Linked DNA regions of Mus musculus: region 1 is linked to region 2. The links are chromatin contacts, called in public HiChIP or PLAC-seq maps. All regions are on one chromosome and are shown on one strand. The core of a region is the stretch at or near the end of the contact, and the rest is flanking DNA. Distances in the headings are between cores, read along the strand shown.

Region 1 (5,375 bases), core at 2,806-5,305, 520 kb after region 2:
GGAAAATCATTCTTTGGGTGCTGTCAGCTGGCTGAATGGGACTTAATCATCGGGATAATGAGAACCCATTTCCATTGTTTTAATTTGACGGAAGGAGTGAGAAAGAAGGACCTTTTCCCCCCTCTGGGCGAAAAGATGTTAAACTGTGGTCCATGTGTTTAACGGGAGTCCCATATCCTCCACACTGCTGTTGACTAAGCCCCGGAGGCCTGGTGCTTTTTACCACTGCAATAAGAAGCATGCGGGCACCGAGTTCTTGTTGGTACTTCCCTTAGGCCCTGTGATACATAGACGGGATGTGTCTTCCGTGCTGGCATCTGTTGCCAGCAGCTGTACCAAAGTATCACTGACAGAGAGAATCCACTGGGTAAAGCTGACTAGGCTCTGCCTCTACAAAAATGCTTCCAGCCATGAGTGAATCCTACGAATCCTACCGTGGGCATTTATCTTTCCTCTTTTTAAAATTTTAAAGATGTGTGTGTGTGTGTGTGTGTGTGTGTGTGTGTGTGTGTATCTTTCAGTCTGTGTGTACTAGCACGCATCTGTGTATGTATATAATTTCACAATGTACATGCATAGGTCAGTGAACAACTTGCAGAAGTCTTTCCTTCCATCCTGTGGGTTCCAGGGATCAAATTCAGGGCATCAGGCTTCTTGGCAAAATGCCTTTACCCGCTGAACAATCTCATCAGTTCTCTTTTAGCTCTCTCTCTCTCTCTCTCTCTCTCTGTCTCTCACTCTCTCTCTCAATAAAAGGTTTAGTGGATTCAAGTTACCAACTCAAACAGAATTCTGAGCCTCTTACATCTCATTTGAGGTCCAAGAGTCCGAGCCTCTACAGACAGAATCTCAGCACTGGGGGGCTTGTCAGAACTTGAGCTCTGCGCAGAGCATTTGCCCACCATGCACAAAAGCCCCGAGTTCAATCCCCAGCGTCACAAAAAACGAAACAGAACAAAACTTTCCAGAACTGGAACGGAGCCAGCTCGTTGGGATAACCCCTGGCTCCCGGGAGGCAGAACAGCCAGTAATGGATCCCTGCTCCCTCAGCTTGATCCTCTTGCTGTCCTTCCAAGATCACACACGTCATATGGAAACATGAGATATTTATTCTCCAATCTGATCGCTCATTTGTTTACTTCTGTGGAAATCCGTGACAGCATGTCCTCCCAAAAAGTCAATGAAGGAGCCCCGAAACACAGACGCATACCAGGGAGTTCTAACTCACTGCGCCACTCTCTAGAGGAGGAAGTTGGAGTGGGAGGAGGAGGTGGTGGCAGTGAAGGACACTTTGTAAACCGATGCAGGCTTGTGAGAGCCAAGGCTGGGGAGAATTTCAACCAAGAGCAAAGAGTGGATTCGGGTGGCGTGTTTGAGAGCAGGAAACAGACGTGGTCGGAATGAAGACTCCATGCGGGGAATAAGATTCCATCCGAGAGTGAGGCCAGATGATGTGGGATTGTGAAAGCCAGGCAGAGCGTGCTTTCCTCTCCCGACTCCATCTGTGGTCGTAAAAAGTGATTGTGGTCGCTGTCATTTGTTTTTGTTTTCATTTTCCCCCCTCCCATGTTCTTCAAAGAGATAGGCAGAAAAGAAGAGCCTGTGCTCTTTCTCAGAGCTCAAAAGGAGAACCATTCTTTGATGGGACCAGGATCTTGGGCCTGGGCTCCAGACCACAGCCTGTGCATCCTTTGGGGGCTCTCAGCTTTACCCCATGTAAATTATGCAGATTCTTCTCCTGCTTAATTCAGGCTAGCTGCTTCTGCTGTTTAGGTACAAGGTCTTGCTATATAGCCCAGGCTGGCCAAGAACACTCCTGAGTGCTAGGATTACAGGTGCATCCACTACACCCAGTCCCTTCCTTTGAAAACTTGGAAGAACATAGATGATGGGTTCTCCATGGCACTGAATGGATGTCTAAATAAAGAGATGAAACAGATAAATGGCACGCCCAGCTCCTTTCCAAAGAGAAGTAGTATCTGCCTTCTCCTCAGAAGCCGTATTCTATACAACCGGGTGTTCTGAGAACGTGCTAAGCCATCAGCCTCAACTAAGCCCAACAGGGTCTCTCTGTGGCTGCAATAATTCCATGTCCCTCCTGCAACCTGGAAGGCAGGTGTAAAATTGGAATTTGGGACAACTGGGGGTTTCTGACCGAGTGAGGACAATTCGGGTCTGACCGAGGTGGGGTAAGGTGCTGAGAGCTGAGTTCTGGGCCTTCAGTGCTTCTTTTTCCATTCCCAGCTCCATCCTGTGTTACCAGGGGTCTTGCATACCAGTGGGAACCCTGTCCCTCCTTGCTAAAAGCATACACCATTGCTTTGAGGACTCGTGTAGATCAGTGGGAAAGTCAAGATGGGATGCGGCATTCCTGGGATGGATTTTCTCATCCCTGAATTTGAATGTCACCTACCACTCTACTCCCTGCCTGCAAAGCTCTGAGAGCAGTGCAAATATTGAGGCCTTGTCCCAAAGAAGAGAGAGAATGCAGAGTGGGATTTGGAATGACAGCTCTTGGTATTTGTGATTCTGTTCCAAGAACTCCAAGCACTTAAACATGGCTGGCAGTGGTTGTGGTGGCATGTCTCTCTAGTCTCCTGGATCTACACTGGTTCTGTGTTGTCTATAGACTCGGTCTCCACACTTTTTCTTTGCAGCTGTCTAAACTGCTCTGGCAGGGGACCAGAGCTCTGTTCTCAACACTCACATTGGGCAGCTCACAACCTTCCGTAACTCCAGCTCCAGGGGATCCATCTGATGCCTCTGTGGATACTGGCACTTGCAAGCACATAGCCACACCCAGACACACATAATACATGTAATTGAAAAGAGAGTAAGTCCTTAAAAAGACATCATAAATCCAAAGGGCCTCTGGAAGTGCTCCCCTTGCTCCAGTTCACTGCAGCCTTCGTCTGAACACACGCATGCTCACTTTGCCCCATGCGTGCCACCAGGCCGCCCAATGCCAATGAGTGAAGCACCCCAGCTCACATGCAGGAGTGTGCAATGAACTATAGTGTCGGGCTGGAGAGATGGCTCAGCTGTTAAGAGCACTGAGTGCTCTTCTGAAGGTCCTGAGTTCAAATCCCAACAACCACATGGTGGCTCATAACCATCTGTAATGAGATGGGATCCCCTCTTCTGGTGTGTCTGAAGACAGCTACAGTGTACTTATATATAAAATAAATAAATCTTTACAAAATATTTTTTGAAATGAACTATAGTGTCTCACTATACATATTGTGTTCTGCTCATGTAAACATAATGGTTTCATTACAGAAGACAATGTCTTGTATATATTTTCTACCATCATCCTTCAGTCCTGTAAGGATGTTTAATTTTTTTTAATTGCTGTTTTGAGTTGATGCCTTGAGTTTCATTTTTTTAACTGTTAAATGAATTTTGGGTTGGATTAGAATTTCCAATAATTTCTAAGGTGATCCTGAATGAGCATCTAGAATTTTGCATTTCATATGTGTGTGTGTGTGTGTGTGTATGTATATGTGTGTGTGTGTGTATGGGTGTATGTATGTATGTAAAGTGGCATTCTCAGTATTGGCAACCATAAAACCAAATTAATCAACTATGAAATATGTTCAAAATGTTATATGTCCTGCAGTATCAAATATTCAGCTAAAATTTAATGTCTATGTAAATAGGTATGTCCATATCATTAATATGCAATGTGATATAATTTCTAATAAATGTAAAATTACATGTCTATCAGAGAATTTTAAAATGTGTGTATTTGTGTTTATGTGTGCATGCCTGTATGCATGCAAAGGAAAGCCCAAGGACCACTTCAGATAGCCTCAAGAATACAGGCAGGCGGATTTCTGAGTTCGAGGCCAGCCTGGTCTACAGAGTGAATTCCAGGACAGCCAGGGACACACAGAGAAACCCTGTCTTGAAAAACCAAAAAAAAAAAAAAAAAAAAAAAAAAAGAATACTATCTATCTCCCTTGAGACCAAGTCTTCATTGGTCTGGAGCTCACAAATTGGGCTAAAGCAGCTGGCTGGCAAGCCCCAGGGATTTCTCTGCTTCTGCCTCCCCAGTACGAGAGTCTGAGTACACCACCGTGTCAGCAGTTTTACTCAAAAGTTATATATAACTTTTATATATCTATATACTGGAGGTCACATACACATTTCTTGGGTGAGAAAGAAATGACCAATGGGGAAGAAGATGCCCTGCTCCACAGATGGATTTCTAACATGTTAGTGTCGATTTAAAGGAAGCTTCCCTGCTCAGCCACAGCCCATCCTTCATCCTCATCTCCAGTCGTTCCTCTTGACCACGTTCAACTTCCTGTTGTTTCTTCTGTTTAATGTTAGCAGTTTCAAATGGAAATTGTGTATACGGTTACTTTAATCTTGTATCTTCTTGTGTCTTTCTTCTTCTTATGTTTTGCCCTTTTCCATTCCTACCAGTCAAGACATGTCTTTCCACTCATGTGTCTTTTTGTGGTCTTTCTCCAGTTTTAAACTAGTGATGACTACTTTGCTGGGGTGACTGTCATCACCCTCGGTGCTATGAACCTTTCTCTGCTGTCCTTGTTCAAGGTAGATGTTGTATTGCTTTCTGGGAACCCGAGTTATTTTGCTAACCTGTTGACTCTTGGAATGTGCAACCTGAACTTCACCATCCTTTTGGAAGGGCATGGGTTGAAAACCCTGCTTCTGTCTTGACCTCATATAGTCTTGTGAATGGAAGAAAATGTCTTGAGATACCTCTTATAGATCTTGAAGTCACAAAGAGGTTGAACATCACTACGGCCACCAACATTTCAGCCATGTCCACAGATAAGAAGACAGCTCATTGCTTGTCTTATTATAAAAGATCCTCTACTGCCTCTGTCTCTTTGTGTTCACTATTCCAGTAAACTGGGCTGTGTTTCTCCTGGTCCTACTTTAATCCAAATTAAACTTTTGTAAGACTTGTTTCCCTTAAGTCAGAGCTCAACAAATGTGTTCTTTAAAAGATGAGAAAGCAAATATTTTAAGCTTTGAGAGTCAGGCTGTCTGTGTTAGTCAGACTTCATGTTACTGTGACAAAATCATGACCCGGACAATTTAAGGGAGGAGACATTTATTTTGTTCATAGTTTTCAGAGTTTCAATCCATCCTGGCATAGAAGGCAGGACAATGAATAGCAGCTTGCCTCAAGGCAGCCAGGAAGCTGAGACAGGGTTACCTTCCCTGCCCCTATCTCACATTTGTCTTTTATTTTGTTTTATTTTGCTTTGTTTTTTTGAAACAGGGTCTTGTTTAGCTGACCTAGAACTCACTGTCTAGATCAGGCTGACCTAGAACTTGCAGAGATCCTCCTGCCTCTGCCTCCCAATGGCTGGGATTAGAGTGTAAGTCACGGTGAC
Region 2 (4,808 bases), core at 2,207-4,706:
TAGGGGTCTGCTAGAATAGGGCAGGTGAGAAGAGCGTATAGAATGTTGCTGCTCTGAGTGAGATTGCATACGGACAGTGGATAGGGTTGCTTCTTTGTCCCTCAGCCTGGTTTCCTTTAGTATCTGCATGAATTCTGTAATGCAGATGCAAGCTGGGAAGGCAGAGTAAAGCTTCAAATGGACTGGCCCTTGAATGAAAGAGGGCAATGTGTTGTCCATCATTTGGGTGGAAAGCTGTTTGGATCTTTACTTTCTATATAAGGGCTGTTTGCTTTTCCCTTCTTTCAATGTATTAAAGAGAAGAAAAATCTAATAAAGTAATTGGACCTACTGGTTATAATTCATACAGAATTTTCAAGTGTGTTTAATAGTGGTCTCTCATACAACTTTAAAGAAATGAATAATTGGAGAGGAAGGGTCACAGTTGTGTTGTAGTTTGGGACCCAGCAGAGTCCGAGGAGGTTTGAGTGATTGGGTGAACTGCTCATCTGGGAGCTGTTTCTTTTGGCTGCCTTTTGTGCCTCTCCTTGGGGACAGCCCTCCTTTACTCTTATAATGTATTTTGCAACTTTCAGTGAGAAAATAGCCATCAAAAATGAACCGTTAGTAAATAAACACATTCTGGTTCTATGATGGGAATCACTAAGTAGTGGCTGGCTTAGTTTGAAGAGAAAAGTTCATGGTAGTAACTCCGAGAGGTGACACCAGGATCATGCTTGTTTGGCGTGTTAATGAGTCCAAGAGGAAATGGTGAAATCTGCTGATGACACCAAATTGTTTTGCTTGATCTTAACATGGGGTTTCTGGGAAGCTGCTTTGTAGTATTAGAAATAGTGGAAGGATTGGGCAATTTGGGGCAGACATGCTGAACTTGAAGTGACGGTTTATGTGAAGTAGTCAGAGTACACCAGTAAAGTTACAGAGCCTTGTCCTCTTGAGGAAACTGCTCTCTCCAGAATGTGAAGACTGGGACAAAGAACATTCTGTTTAGAAGCAACAGTGATGCAAAAATATGGCACCTGAGTATCCTTTTGAAGGTCAGCCGTAATATATATGAGTGGGTGTTATTTCCCTTCAAAACAACCATGGGATATTATATACTCACTTTATGTATGTTTGCTTTTTTTTGATGGGCAGGTCTAGCCCTTCATATAGCCTTTTAAGTATTTTCTGTGGTTTGTGGATTATTTTTGATTTTCGAATAGTCTGTCATTTAGAATCTGAGTAATAGACTTAAAATGTAAATGAGATGTGAAGTAGTACAGGGAATCGTTTGCCTCCAGGGCTGATTCTCAAGGAAACTACCATGAGATATCGAAAGGATGTTTGTGTAATAGTAGTAGAATAAGTTCTTCACTGATACAGCTCACAAATGTGACTCATCTATCTATGTACATTACAGAGGCATGTTAACATATCCATCCCGTTATAGGCTACTTATTCATGGGATTGAAACCATTGCATTATACATGTCAAGAGCACATTACCAATGAGCCCCAGCCCCAGGTCCACACACCACACCTCTTCCACAATCTCCTTTTCCATCTTCAAGCATTATTAGAAAAAGCCGGATGTTGTACACTACTTAGAGAGTCCCTTAGTACACTGGTGCCTAGAAACTACAAAGATTCTGGGAGTTGAAAACGTAAGAGAGACACTGTCACAGGCACTGAGGGCTGGCAGGCTGTAGGTATCCTTGCATTAGGAAAGGATTTGTGTGGTCGTAAACAACTCACACGAAACACACAAACAGGAGTCAAGGGGGCTGGAGAGGGGAGGAGAGTCATGGAACCTTTGTTTTAACTAAGCAAGGAGAAGATGGGGCTGGCTTCTTGGGCTCCCTCACCTCCGAGAGTTGGAATCCCTGGAGTGATTTTGGAAAACCACTGTAGAGAGTCAGGTGTTTAGAGGGCCAGAAAAGGACTTGTATACAGAACAGGAAGACTTCATTCCTTCCGTACTCTTCTGAGATTATTACAAAACAATTTAAAGTTTTGCATTTACCAATTGTATACTTTCTTTCAAAAGTCATAATAAGAGTCCTTCAAATGTTTTAATTTTGTGACACCTTTGTATTTTCACAGTTCTCTAAGTTTAAACACTTCAAATTGAAAAATCAGGAGAAGCTTTACCCAAAAGTAGAGGAATTCTTTTGTGAGTAATATTCTGACTGAATAGCCCAAGCCACCGCCCACCCCACACACCCCAATCTCCATGGATCTAAATGCAAGGCCTCAGACTGGTTCCGCCAGGTTCATTGGAGGCCACTTGTTAAAAACAAAGATTTCATATTGTAGGGCTGGTGATGTAGCTCAGTGATAGAGCTCTTGCCTAGCGTGCACTAGGTCAATGTTTGATCTCAGTATTGCAAAACCCGAAAGAAACAAAGAGACAAAACGACTTCTTGATTCTGACACACTGAATTAGAACCTTCAGGGTAGGGCCTAGGTATTTTAGTACATTCTCAGCACAAGAGAATAGTTTCTAAAAGTAGATGTAGACTATACTCCGACTCCTGACAAGGACACTGGAAAGGTGGAATGGTGCTAGAATGTGGGAAATGAATAAATAGCATCGTGTAGAGCTTGTTCTCTGAAGTTCTGGAGACCAGAGTGTGATTAGTGGGAATCCACTGACAGTAACACAAATATTGTGTGTAAAAATTTACTCTGAGTGTCTGGTCATTCACTAGCTCTGTGACTTGAACAAAATATTTAATAATTCCTCAGTAGCTTATTTTCTTTTTCTCTAATATAGAGATTTTTTGGATTTGATTCCTCAGCACTGCAAAGGCAAATCAATAACAATAGCAGCAGCAGCAGCAGCAACAACAAAGATCATTATTGCTGTTCCTTTAGCATACAAAGGAGCTATCTGGTCTCTACTGTGAATTTTTTTTTTTAATGGTCAGTTCTATTTAGTAAGGAGGGGGAAAGAAAAGCCTAAGAATATTATATAAATGTATATGCTGGGGGAAGAAGGGCTTCTTTCATTTCTTTGGAAGGAGATTTTCTTTTCTTTCTTGGATATTTTCTTTACTTACATTTCAAATGTTATCCCCTTTCCCGGTTCCCCTCCCCTCCCCCGCCCCCGGAAACCCCTTATCCCATCCTACCCCACCCCCCACCCCACTTCTATGAGGGTGTTCCTCCACCCGCCCACCCACCCACTCCCACCTCCCCACCTTCAGTTTCTCTACACTGGGGCATCTATCGAGCCTTCATAGGACCAAGGACCTCTCCTCCTATTGATGCATGACAAGGCCATCCTCTGCAACGTGTGCAGCTGGAGCCATGTGTACTCCTTGGTTGATGGCTTAGTCCCTGGGAGCTCTGGGGAAACTGGTTGGTTGATATTGTTGTTCTGGAAGAAGATTTTCAAGTGACAGTCTCAGTTTTCATTTCTGCAGTGCTCGCTGGTCAAAAGAGCTGTGATAGAGCAGACACAGTAGATGGCGCTGTAGGCTTATTTTTAAAAGAAGCTAGTGTAGGGGTAGGGGTGGAAGGAGAGATTAACGTGCATTGTGATAAGCCCCGCCCCTAGGACTTTGTATCCATGTAAGTGCCTTTAAGAAGTAAATTTTGGGGGGTAGAGCTAGAGTATAACTTCAGTAAAAATCAATGTCTTAGCTGCTCTATTTGTGTGAGTTTTGTCACTTGGAAATTATTACTTGTGCTTCAAGCTATAAAATGTAAAGGAGTTATTTTCTTTTAAGACATTTTCTTATGTATGAGGGTTCCCCCCTAATTGTCTTTGTATTTTAATATTTCCATTTCTTCCTAGTTTTTTCTGGCCCTTTTTTGTTATCTAATAAAAATATGGTTATGAAGTTAAATTGAATGACATCAATTATAATGTAGTCACATTTTTAAATTCAAGTTTTCACATTAAATACACATTCAAGTAGCATGGGTCACATTAAGGATAATTTAGTTTTAAATTTTATTTTATTTTATTATGTGAATGGGTGTTTTTCCTGCTTGTATGTGTATGCATTGTGTGTATGTTTGGTACCTGTGGAGGCCAGAGGAGGGTGCCAGATCCCTGGAACTAGAGTTACAGTGCGGGTCTGGGAATCAAATCCTAGATCCCCTAGAAGAGCAACCAGTGCTCTCAGTGACTGAGTCATCTTTCCAGCTCATATGTGTGTGTGTACATATGTGTGTATATGTATGTACGTGTGTGTTTGTGATCTTCTATGTTTTATGTGGTAGAACTTGTTTAATCTTTGTAATAACTATGAGAACTGTTATCCCCCTTTCTCGATAAATTGTCTCAGATGCTTAGTAGATTGCTAAGTTCTCATACTGAGTCTGAACTGCAGCTACTGTAGGAATTTCATCTGTGGATTGAAGTTACAGATTTTGAGCACATACTGTGTGCCAGGCATGCTGTATGCCAGGCAAACAACAGCGGTCAAAACTAACATGGGTGTTACCATTAAAGACCTTAAAATTATTAAATGTTCAACAGAGTTTTTTGGATGCCCGATGCCTTGATGTCGGTAAAAAGAAAACCCCAGGGAAATGGTCAGTAAAGTGCTTGCTGTGTAGTCCTAAGGATCCTAATGATACCTGCAGCACTCACAGGACAAGGTGGGTGTAGTAACCTGCGATCATAATCTCAGCTCGGGGGAGACTGAGACAGGGAAGTTCATGGGCATTGCTGGCCAGCTAGCCTAGCCACATTTATTAGGTCTGGGCCAAATGAGAGACCTTTGTCTTAAAAACCAAAGTGGATCACCCGAGGGATGTCTGAGATTGACCTATGGCCTCTACATACATGCATGTATAATCACAAGAGAGGGA

The links. HiChIP or PLAC-seq counts read pairs in DNA pulled down with a chosen protein or histone mark.
Region 1: a contact with region 2 is called in a RAD21 HiChIP or PLAC-seq map of pro-B cells, with 6 times the contacts expected there. The contact joins two enhancer-like sites. A contact is called at or near these places in 2 of 15 datasets of contacts at CTCF or cohesin (large pre-B cells and pro-B cells), 5 of 484 Hi-C or Micro-C datasets (Sertoli cells, adipose-derived mesenchymal stem cells, beige adipocytes and 2 more), 3 of 115 datasets of contacts at active chromatin or transcription factors (embryonic stem cells, fibro-adipogenic progenitors and kidney) and 1 of 9 other capture datasets (embryonic stem cells).

Annotation. Positions count from the first base shown.
Region 1 is chr12:79,879,841-79,885,215 of GRCm38.p6, forward strand. All of the region lies in intron 1 of Gm46361 (a long non-coding RNA gene), which reads left to right. Among named protein-coding and RNA genes, the nearest start is that of Gm46361, 9.0 kb to the left of the region's middle. Within about 2 kb of position 4,056, at least 11 of the 459 cell types and tissues checked have an H3K27ac peak or open chromatin away from gene starts, as enhancers often do. A contact at or near this core is called in bone marrow-derived macrophages and pro-B cells, where this site is marked.
Region 2 is chr12:79,355,550-79,360,357 of GRCm38.p6, forward strand. All of the region lies in intron 7 of Rad51b (RAD51 paralog B), which reads left to right. Among named protein-coding and RNA genes, the nearest start is that of Rad51b, 61 kb to the left of the region's middle. Within about 2 kb of position 3,457, at least 27 of the 459 cell types and tissues checked have an H3K27ac peak or open chromatin away from gene starts, as enhancers often do. A contact at or near this core is called in bone marrow-derived macrophages and pro-B cells, where this site is marked.